Regions from separate parts of the Zea mays genome. Here region 2 is linked to region 1. The links are chromatin contacts, called in public Hi-C maps. All regions are on one chromosome and are shown on one strand. The core of a region is the stretch at or near the end of the contact, and the rest is flanking DNA. Distances in the headings are between cores, read along the strand shown.

The links. A called contact is a pair of places that touch in the nucleus more often than the background predicts.
Region 2: a contact with region 1 is called in a Hi-C map of tassel, with 2.0 times the contacts expected there. The contact joins two enhancer-like sites. A contact is called at or near these places in 2 of 25 Hi-C or Micro-C datasets (ear and tassel).

Annotation. Positions count from the first base shown.
Region 1 is chr4:226,362,603-226,368,159 of Zm-B73-REFERENCE-NAM-5.0, forward strand. No RefSeq gene overlaps it. Among protein-coding and RNA genes, the nearest start is that of LOC100191247, 16 kb to the left of the region's middle. Within about 2 kb of position 1,254, at least 15 of the 20 cell types and tissues checked have an H3K27ac peak or open chromatin away from gene starts, as enhancers often do. A contact at or near this core is called in ear and tassel, where this site is marked.
Region 2 is chr4:226,671,052-226,677,385 of Zm-B73-REFERENCE-NAM-5.0, forward strand. It overlaps the pseudogene LOC103654679. Among protein-coding and RNA genes, the nearest start is that of LOC100383218, 30 kb to the right of the region's middle. Within about 2 kb of position 3,475, at least 18 of the 20 cell types and tissues checked have an H3K27ac peak or open chromatin away from gene starts, as enhancers often do. A contact at or near this core is called in ear and tassel, where this site is marked.

The sequences.
Region 1 (5,557 bases), core at 4-2,503:
CATGGTAAGGTTGGCAAAGAGAGAAACTAAGTCATCTTCATTATCACTAGAACTACCCTCATCATCAGATGTAGTATATTTGGGGGTATTTCTAGAATGTACCTTCTTCTTCTTGCCATCCTTCGCCATGAGTCATTTGTGGCCGATGTTGAGGAAGAGGAGACCTTTGTTGATGGCGATGTTGGTGGCGTCCTCGTCTGAGGAGGAGTCGGTGGAGCTCTCATCGGAGTCCCATTCCTGCACCATATGCGCCTCGCCACCCTTCTTCTTGTAATACTTCTTCTTCTCCATCTTCTTCTTCCCCTTCTTGTCGTCGTCCCTGTCACTTTTACTAGAATATGGACATTTAGTTATAAAGTGACCGGACTTACCACACCGGTAACACACCCTTTTAGAGCAGGGCTTATAGTCCTTCCCCCTCCTTTGCTTGAGGATTTGATGAAAGCTCTTAATGATAAGAGCCATCTCCTCATTGTCGAGCTTGGAGGCATCGATTGGAAGCCTACTTGGTGTAGACTCCTCCTTTTCTTCCGTTGCTTTGATTGCAACGGGTTGCACCTCGGGTGTAGAGGTGGCGCCTTGCTCCAAGTTGACAATATGTTTGGAGTCTTTGATCGTAACGCCCTAAATCTAGCAAAAGCAAACAACCCTATTTGGATTATAAAATTTTAGTAGAAAGGAAAATATTTATGTTTTCAAATAAGGAAGCATTGATTTGAAGAATTTATTGAATAGATAAAATTACCAAGTGTTGTTGCACTCATGCCGAAGCATATATTTTGTTTGAATTGATTTGATTTATGAATTTGATCTTGTGAAGAAAATCTCATTTTACAAAACAATAATGAATTGCTAAAATAAGGTTTTCGGAAAATATGTATATTAATAATTTTAGTTTATAATGGTAATTAGGGTAATAAGTTTTTCATTTAATTGTGTGTCATTTATTTGCATTTGGAATAATTTTGATTGCGCACGATTGGTTTTTGAATATTTAATAACATTTCTTCTTGAAGGAAAATTCACAAAAATAATATAATTATTAGTCAAAAATAAATATTATATTTATAAATAAATTTGGGTTAATTATTATGATTTTTAGGGTTATTTAAAAATGTATTTCGAATCTAGGAAAAGGGAATAAAAAAAGAAGAGAAAAAAACACAAAACCTAATCCTACCGGCCGTTTGGCCCATAAGGCCCAACAGCCGACCGCGCCTCCTGCTCCCCTTAACCTAGCCGCCACTTTGATGGAGCCAGACGCACCCTCGCTTCCCCTGCACAGCCATCGCCGCCGCCATTCCTTCTCCCTCCTCCCTGCTCTAGCCACCAGGATTCGAAGCCGAGGACCCGCGACACCAGGCCGAGCACCCCTGCCCGAATGTGCCGAGCGCGCGACCCCGCCAGGAAGCCCCAGCCGCGACCCTGCGAGACGACCCGCCGCCCTTCGCCCTGACGCGCTCCAACCCGCGCCCCTGCAGCGACCGAGCCGCCCCATGCGCCTAGTGACACCGTCGCGCCGCTCGCCCTGCCGCACTCGGCCGGCCCCTGCATCGCGCACGCGCTGTTCCGCGTCAGGCCGACCGCGACCGAACCACAGCCCGCGCCGTGACAACACCGACGCTTCGGCTGGACCCGAAATCGAAGCTGTCATTCCTCTTCCCTCCCCATTCCTCTCCCCGTTAATGGTGATAATGGCGACGTTGTGATGGCCGTCGTTTCTTCTTCCTCCCCGGCACCCTCTCATTTTCCCTCTCCTCCTCTATAAATTAGACAGTCATGCTCATGAGCTCTCCCTCCCCAAACTCGCCATCTCTTTCTCGCTCTCTTTGCTCTCGCCATAGGCCGCCCCCGCATCGTCAAACGTCGTCACAAGAGCTTGTGCCCATCGCGCCGGAGCTCGTCCGCGCAGCACCTCGGCACCCGCAGCAACGCCACGTGCCCGTCGTCGAGCCCCTGCTCACGTCGTGCCCAGCTCGCCGTCGTGAAGCTCGTCGTGGGACCATTCGCATCCGTACGCCGTTCGCCATCCCTGGAGCCTCACCGGAATTCGCGTCCAACGCCGAGCCTCGTCCGCACCGCGACCGAATCCCTCCATTCACCACAAGGTTGAAGACAACCCGAATATTTTTATAACTCCAAAATCATGTTTTAAATTAATTCATGAATTTGGTAATTATTCGTTGTGATTTGGAATTCATGCGTAAACGATTGATTTTGAGTATTTGTGCGATGAATTAGTGAATGTTTTTAGACGTGATATTGGTTTACGATTTCTTTAGAATTTGGGATTGGAAAGAGGAATGATAGGTTTTGGTAGACCATGTGTTAGTGATGAAAACACTAGATAAATAATATGTTAGTTAATTTTGTTTATGACGAATTTTAGAATTTATCTAAAAAATTATATTCATAAGTGCATTTAAACCCACTAAATAGATAATAAAAGCTTCTCTTAACATATATTGAGTAAGCGGTATAGAATTCATAACAATACAAATATTATAGTATAAACAGTGGTTTAATGTATTATTAGATGTTTTGATCTCTAATTATTATAATGGCATTTTTCTTTTAGAAAGAAAAGATAAATCTAAAATGAGATCACTATTCATAGTATAAATAATTAGGTAATAATTAGTTTATTTCTATAGAATTGGTTAAGTCATTACACCTAGGCCACGTATTCTTGGTCAAATAATAATATAGATTTTTCTAGTCATGATAAATATAAGTATAACACTTAATTACTTAGAATTAGTAAAATACTTGTTTATGTCATAATAACCATGAATATGTTATTAAAAGTCCAATTAGTAATTTACAATTAATTCTTAGAATATAAATGTTAGAAGAATTATAAATAAATAATTTTTAGTTATACGTATAATTTCTATTTAGAAAAGAAAGGAGAAAACAAAAAGAATAGAATTTTATAATAATAAAAGGGCTTAATTAAGTGCTCACACCGTCATAACGAAAATGATAGTTTATACATAATTTCCTTTCTAATAAATTAGATCATTTGTGCTTACAATAGAATTGAAGATAATTAATAGATTAATTATCCTTTATCATAATTTATTAACCAAACCGATAGTCAATTTGTTCTTAACTAAATTTATGGCATGATTAATGATTTCATAGAAATTAATCCACATTATATACGAATCACTTAGCTTATCCTAAAGGATAAAATAATGTAATAAGAGTTTAAGTTCTATTATAACTTAAAATGTTACTTTATATATGGACTTCGAATATAATATAGGCTATGTGTTTCTAACGAAATTAAAAGATAGTTATTTGTTTATTATCTTTTGCATGAAAATCCACTTAATGCTCATAACCTAACTCATCTTAAATAGGTAATTAATAATATAACTATGATCTTTTCACATGAAAAGTTGTTTAAGCTATTTATGAGCTTGTTATAAAAGTAATGTTTAATAATGTGTTTTATAACTCATTAACCTTAGATATATAACATATATCTTCTCTAAAAAGTTAAAAAGGTTTAATATTGTTGTTACATGTTTTATCATCTTATAAACCCTTTATCTTAGACGTATCACGTATGATGTTTTATAAAAGATTAAAATTGATGAACCCAATATTTGTATATTTTAATTAAGATATTTTAAGCTCATGTCTTGTTTTATAAAGTATAGATCATACATTTTTTGAAAAGAATACCCTCTTGTTATAACCATTACTTGAGATGTTCTTTAAAAGTGAACGCTCTTTTCGTTAGGCCTTCTTTTAGCTTTACGTATGGTGAATGTGGTATGTTATTGAGTGGTGTTTGTTCTTCTTGTTTGTTTGTGTGATATTTAGTGGTTGATCTAGTAGTTAAGAATCAAGATCTATTCCGATCCGTGGAAGAACCTCAAGTTTTCAATAAGCAAGGCAAATGGACTTCTCCCTCTGCATACTCTGTTTGATCCCAAATAATACATTTAATAAAGTTTATTCTTTGATATATATGCATAATTTGATGGGTTACCTATTCAGATACACCTAACCTTTCCAACCTTATTCCTTGTTAACCTGGGTTATGATATAATCAAGCAGCTATGCTATTGCTACAACTTTAACTTTATGATGTTACTCCAACTGATGATATCAATGTTCCAAATGGTAAGTTTATATTATTGTTGTTAATCCGATGATTAAACAAGATCATATTGTGATAATTGGAACATGGAGTGACCACCCGGGATAACAGAGCAACCACGAGTGCTATCATGGCTCTGGCTTTGGTAATTAGCTTTATATGCTTAGCGCCTGGCAACCTTACCTGAAATATGGGCAAGAGGGGGAGCGGTGGTGTTGGCAGCCCACGTTATCATGGGGACGTATTCTTGGCTAAGGTACCTCACCCAGGGGGTCACCACCATCGGCTTTAGAAACCTTAGCGGGTTGCTTCGTATTAAGTGTATTTTGTGAAAGCCTCATAATGGATCCCTAGCCATTCACCTCGGCAGTGTTTAAGGGTCCGATCAACCCGGGCTAGATGGGATACATGGCTTGTGGGTAAAGTTGTACCACCGCTGCATAGTGTAAAACTGATATATCAGTCGTGCTCATGGTTATGAGCAACCTGGACTCCTCACATGATAATTGAACTTGAAGATGGAAATAAATTGAGTTCCGATGATCTGCCAATGGTTTGTTTAAGTGGTTTCACTTAAGTGTTTTTGATATACTCCTGTACCTTTGTTTAATGGGAATACTTGGGATTCACACTTATTAGTAAGACAAGTGTTGTTACTAAAATGTTGACCAACTAAAATGCTTACTGCTCAACCTTAGCCTCACCTAATTATACCTGCATTAGTTTTTCCCCCACTTGCTGAGCCCTGACTATAAGTGAGCTCACCCTTGCTTAAATTTTGATCAGAAATTTGCAGATGAAGATATGATGCTGAACTCCATGGATGCTAGTCTAGTGATACCCCCGGTCATCTTCCTGTGGATGGATGTCCTTGTTTCGCTGTACTTTGATGAATAAAGGTTAAGACATTATGTCTGTTCGAAGTGTACTATGTTAATATAATCTTTATTTACGCTTTTATGCATTGTTCTTTTGATATATTACACTTGTGACGTCAACATATGTGTGGAAATAGATCCTGGCACACATATGCTATGCACCCGGCTCTGCTCTTTAGAAACGGGTGTGACAGAAGTGGTATCAAAGCAATGTGACTGTAGGTCGCTAGATTAGTTAGAAATGGAAAGCCCAGTCAGTCTTTCAAAGCTTGATATATTTTCCTCCATAAAAACTTACTTTATATCAAAACTCGTCTCTTTTATTTTCAACTCTTCTAGTCTGATTTTGGTCTATCAGAAGACTCTACTCAGAAGCACTACAAGATGATCAAGTTAGGATTGAGGAACTTGAAGTGAAGTCTACCGGAAGGAACCCTTTAGAAGCTATGGAAGATGACCCATTCTCTGTCTTATCCCCGCCCCGCAAGAAGTTTCGTTATAGATCTCTTGGATCTATTACCATTCTTCTTGGTTAGGTTGATAGGATAGTTCTATAATGCTA
Region 2 (6,334 bases), core at 2,225-4,724, 310 kb after region 1:
GCGGAGCCGGCCGGCATAAAACTGTCACCGCCGCTGCGCTGCATGCCGCCCGCCGGAGCAGGCGATTGGGGCATCGGCGCCCTGAGGAGCGCCTCTTCATCGTCCCCGCCCACGTACGCGCCTTACTGTGACTGGCTCCCGCCTCCGGCCTCCCCACAGCTACATACTGCTAGCAGCTAGCTAGATCCATAGATACATATGGTGCTCACCTGCAGAGATGCACTGAATGTGGAGAAGACCTCTCCAACACAACGGGCGAGGCGATCAACCAACAGTAGTGCAGTGTGAGCGCGTTGGACGAGAGCGAGAGGCGAGAGATCAAGCAGCTGCCGATGGAAGCAAGAGCTAGTTAGTTCATATAGGCACAGGGACGGGCAGGGTAGGGTCTACCTTTCGTCGATCGTCGTCCATGTTCTACTGAGATTAGTTGTCTCGGCCTTGGTTACATGCTTTGCTCCGATCCCATCCCATGGTGCCGTTGCATCCCGTGCTGTGGATGTCAATCGATGCAACACCAGAACGGGACTCAGGCCGTTGAGAGGGCGTTCTTCGGGCTTTCGAAGAACAGAGACACGTCCTGGCCGGGGCTAGTGATTGCCGCCCTTAATTTGCCCTAGGCCTTTGGCATTCTTTCTGCTTGGTACATTCCCCGTGGCTTTAATTTGGTGACGAGGAGGTCTAATATGGAGCAGCAGCAGTATGCCAGTATCATATCAAGCTGTCCAAGCCCTTCAATGGTAGATTCTGCAGAACTCGATTTCGTCCCTTTCAGAGGCAGCAAAGTGGTGATACAACTAAAAAGCAGTGCTTAGGAATAGACGCATTGTGAGATGAATTTTATCTCATCAGACGCAATGTGAGAAACACAACGAAATGTAATGTTGGACCAACTTATTTGATATCTCATCAGACGCAATGTGAGAAACACAACGAAATGTAATGTGAGAAACACAACATATGGAAGATTCTGCACACAACCTTATTTGACCAGCAGTGATAGTCCAAAGTGATTTTATGATATCTTGGACCAACTTGTTACTGATCTCTAAATGTAATGTTGGTTTTGTACTCTGCACACCAGGGGTTAATGCCCAATCCTAAGAAAAAAAATCTTTTGTCATATTTACAAAGAGAAAGACAGACTAAATACCTTGTCAATGGCTCAGTTGGCCCCACTAGTCAGTGACTGATGATTTGGTGTCATCATGACGAAGCCCTCCAATCCTCTTGTTGTCTCTTTCAAGCATTTGCATCCCATCCTCAAGTTGTAATCCCTTAAATGAATTAATATGTTTGTTTGTTTGTTTTGCAATTGGTTACTAATATCTCCATTAGGGATGTAAATGGTATGTTATATTATCCATCAGTATTCAGATTTTCTTTAAGAGAGCTTAAATTTGATCTGTATTTGAGTCTGATTATTTAGTCATGTCTGTATCTAATTTATATCCGCATCTGTATACTCAAAGTTGGCTATTTAAGATGTCGATATACATTTAAACATTATCTGACACCACTCGATAATATCCTAATCTGAAGAGAAAATATGAAAACAGATATGAAACGAGTAATATTTGTTCGTATTCTAATCTCCATCTCTACATTTGATGCATGACATCTTTGTATTTAAATTAGGTTTAGGAAATTGCGCTAGCCTGTACACCGTACACATTCACACTGAATTTGGCTTCCTACATTATGTTATTTTAACAATGTAATAGCAAGATTATAGGTTCAGAAAGGTGGCGGAGGTCCATTTCTTTGCATGATAATTGAATGCTCCATCAATTACTTAGTGAACAACAATAACAAAGCCTTTTAGTCGTAAACATGTTAGGGTATGCTTCGAGGTTGTTGATCTCTTGATCAAGCTCCTTGCCTTGTGATTCTAGGTTGATAGCCTTCCTTTTTTGGTTTCTTGCCTCCCTAAGGAGAGCTTCGTCCCCTTGGTTGGTGTCCAAGGTCCTAATGATGGAGCCAGTTGTTGTTGCCTTCTTCTACGGCATGATGTAAGTTGTTGTTGTGGTCGTGAGATCAACGAAGGTGGGCGTCAATGTTGGTACTTGATTTCAATTCCCTAAAGGTATTGAAAATCAAGGCAACACAAGTTAAATATTTGAACCTTCGTCCTTTGGTTTAACACTTCTACAAAGCATTAGCGTGTAGAACGAAGGTTTTCAAAAGGAAGTGTGAATGAAATGATATGGAAACACAATGTAAAGTGTTGTATGGAACTCATAGCATTTTTATTCCATCATCCTTTATATCTAATGAGTTTACAAGTATACCATCGGCTTCTTAACACAAGATGGCACAAAGGTTCGTTGAAGGCTAAGCAACACGAAGCTATAGCCCTCAAAAAAGGTACCTTATACATGGCATTGTTCATCTATTTAAAGGGAAGACGAACCGCCTTCGTACAAAATTACAATCATGTCCCTCAAGGTTTACACACATTATTTACAAATGACATCAGGGTAATATTGTATTTTCTCCTTTCTTTGTTGCGCAAGTCTTGACCTTCGTCGTGTGGAAGCATCTTTGTGCCGAGGCTTATAGCTTCGAGTTTTGTCCTTTCTAACCGTGTATGTTGAGCAAAGCTTTTCTCTTACACTGCTTCGTCTATTGTCGATAGCTCTTCAGACAAGGCTTAGCTTTGTCTGATATTAGCTGTATACCTGGAATTTAATTGTTCACTTCGAAACAAAGGTCACTTGAGGACCTTTGTCAAAGGTACTCAAAGTTAAATCAATAAGAAAGGTTTTTTAAACTATAAATTGTTTGTGGTGATTACTCCTTTCATGAATTATTTATATTTAGAAGTGTTTATCTAATAACTAATTAGTATAAAAAATATGATTTGCATCCATGCTGAGTTTTTAGTTGTTGCATCTAAAATTAGATTTGAAGTTGAATTATATTTGAATCCAAAACTAAATTTGGAAAACCTTGAAAAGAAAGAAATCAGAAAACAAAATAGAAAAAAGTAAAATACGAACTATTCTTGGGCTGGATCCCTTTCCCAGCCCAAGCGACCTCGCTGCATAGCCGACCAGATCATTAGCCATCACGCGTGGCCCAAACCAACATTTCACTACACCACGGCCCGCATCTCTCCTTTTTGACGCTGGCGCGTGGTCCCGCACCTCAGCCATGCATGAGGTCACTAGCAAATGGGACAGCCCTGCCAACACCTTCATCCAGCTGTAATCACAACCAACTCGTGCAACCCAACTCGATCTAAATCCACCGTGATTGCTCGTCGGCGAACCAGGGGCGCCATGAAGCCACCATGTCACATGGACTGAAGCATGTCTCCACCGTCGCCGGTAAGAACACATTTATCTTATTTGCCTTCTTCGTCTTGTAGTGCATGTCGGGGTTAGATTTGGGTCACCAGTATGTTGGTTTGGCCAAACTCCGGCCAACCTCAAGATCCCTAGACATCGATTGGTTAGACCCGATCTGAGCCGTCGATCGAGCGATGAACGGTGTAGAGCAGATCGCGACATTTTAAATCTCGGTCGTAGGTCATTGATCCAAGGATCGTGATGGCGTGTCGGTTCATGGTATCGAGCGTCTAATTTAGGTCGTCGATCGGTTCAGGCGTACCCATAAATAGCTACCATGGCGCTTTTCATAAAGAGCCCTTGGGGAAAATGAGAATTACCCGCCATCTAGACAGTTTAAGGGCATGTTTGTTTACCCCCCAGATTATATAATCTGGATTAAATAATCCTAAGAGGCAAACAAACAGTCTAGCTTATTTGCCCAGATTATATAATCTAACCCCTTGGATTATGATAATCCATAAGCAAGTGAGGAGGTGCTTATTTCAGATTATTTTTTCCCACTTCCCCACTACCCTTTCAAGTTTCCTAGAAATTACCCACCATTGCCATTATAATCTACCGAATCGTTTTTGCGCCTATCGGATCGGAGAAGCCCGCCGCCCAACAGAAACACGCCAAATAATCTGGGTAAACAAACAGGACTACTCAGATTATATAATCCAAATTATATAATCCAGATTATATAATCCTCCAAAAATAATCCAGATTATATAATCCATTGGGGTAAACAAACAGGCCCTAAGAATCAATCAAAGTAGGTACTCGAATTTACACCGAGCACCCTAAGTTCCTCAATTTTTATACCAGCCCTCCACCAACGCTTGATTTTTGTCAAATTAAAATCTGAAAATCCATTTTTGATATTAAAAAAGTCCAAAAACTTGTAAATCTTGATCGTTTTAACTCCGATTTTAGTGGTTCTCGAACCTACGATTACGTCTCGACCCGTAAAATATTATTATGTTGTTTGTTTGCATGTTTGGTGTAATGTTATTTGTATCCATTATTTGCTTATTTGTATGTATTGCTACAAATAAAAGTGAGGTGACGGGAATTTGAAGACCAACTTTGAGGAGTACCTGTAATTGCAAGTAATGGCAAGTTATGTCCTTGATCACATTCTTTGACCTAATAATGTTCATGATTCCGATAATCACTATGGCACTGTTAGGCTAAATCTGATGGGATCTAATAGGTTACCTAGTTTTGTTCACCCTACACTTTGCATACAAATGAATTTTTGGGTAGTTCTGCTATTGCTCTATCTTGTTTTGGGTGCCATACTATATGTGAATCATGATCATGCTTATTACTATTGTTACCTGTTTATGAGTTATTTATGATACATGATTAGATCATTTTGTTAACTGGAACATGGAGCTTAACCTGAGATAACAGTGCTACCACAAGAGTGGTATGGGACGTCCTTGGCCAATTAATTAGGAAATATGGTATGTGAGAGCCTTACCCGAAAGGAGCAAGCAGGGAGGAGTTGCGCAAGTATAGGGAGGTTCTCAGGTCGATCTGTGTGTGATAGCTATTTGGACAAGGGATTCATATATCCCACTACCTGAATTCATAGCGGGTTTTCTCATACTAGTAGACATTTGTATAGGCCTCGTAGTGTACCATCGCCTACTCACCTTAGGAGTGTTTAAGGGTTCGTACAACCCCGGGCCAAAAGTGAACACGACTTGTGGATAAAGATGCACAACATCTGCAGAGTGTAAAACTGGTATATCAGTCATGCTCACGGTCATGAGTGACTCAAGACTCTCGCATGATTAAATGATGGAACTAAAACTTAACTGAACATGCATTGCAATGCATTTTGTGTATTTATTATTCATTATGATCTCTTATTTAATTGGTTGGGTATTCACTTATACTTAGTAATTGCTAATAAAATTTGGACCAACTTAATTAAAAGTGATGCTCAGCCTTAATCATTTTTCTTTGGTAAGCCTTACAATGCACTTTCCCCACACATGCTGAGCGATGACCATATGGAAGCTCACCCTTACTATAATCACACCAGGTCAAGAACAAGTACGGCTGGAGGAGCATGAAGGATGATGCAATGAGTCCGGAGAGGTCTAGGTCATCGTCTCCCAATCAACTTTGATGGCGGAGGATCGTTGTTGCCATATGGTGTAATTTATTTAGTTATTTTGTATAGAACTTGTATTAAGTAATAAAAATTTGACATTGTTTTCTGTACACTAAGTCATCATATGTGTGAGACTTGATCTTAACACACATTTGATATACATATGGATTTGTCCTTAAATCCGTGTGTGACATATACTCCCTCCGTTCTTTTTATTTGTCGTATTTTAGTTTAAAATGAACTAACAGACCACAGATATTCAAGAACGGGGGTAGTATTTTGGATGAGGGGAAGTAGCTACAAGCGTTTCCACAACGTGATGATTAGGGTAACTACTCGCGGAAGCAAGAAAGAGCTCTATAGTACGTGGGTGATGGTTATCATGAGATCGTGCTCAACAAAATGTGTATATGAACATGCAAAACATTGTTTTGCACGGTAGACTATGCTATTTATAGGTTGGAGATTGAAAAGGGAGTAAGGAAGCAAGTGGGATTGAGAGTCCTTGGAGGTAGCCTGAGCAAGGAAGGAAACCCAAACTGATCTGCACATGAGCGAGAAAGCAAAACCCTCACTGATCTAAGGGGTGGGGATTTAGGTAACCCAAAAAATTAAGTTCATTAAAATTCAAGTGTTAAAAATTGCTATCAAATATCAGCTTAAAAACATTACTCAAAATTTCAAGCAACTGATAATTCAAGTTCGGGTTTTACTTGATATAACCAAATTAACAAAATCAATATTAACCAAAAACATTTTAAAGAAATAAATAATAACCATTTATATCTTCTTGTCAAACGAACAACAAATCAATTAAATAATAGATTTACACTGTAAATGAACCACTTCATGTTTATATATTAAAATATAA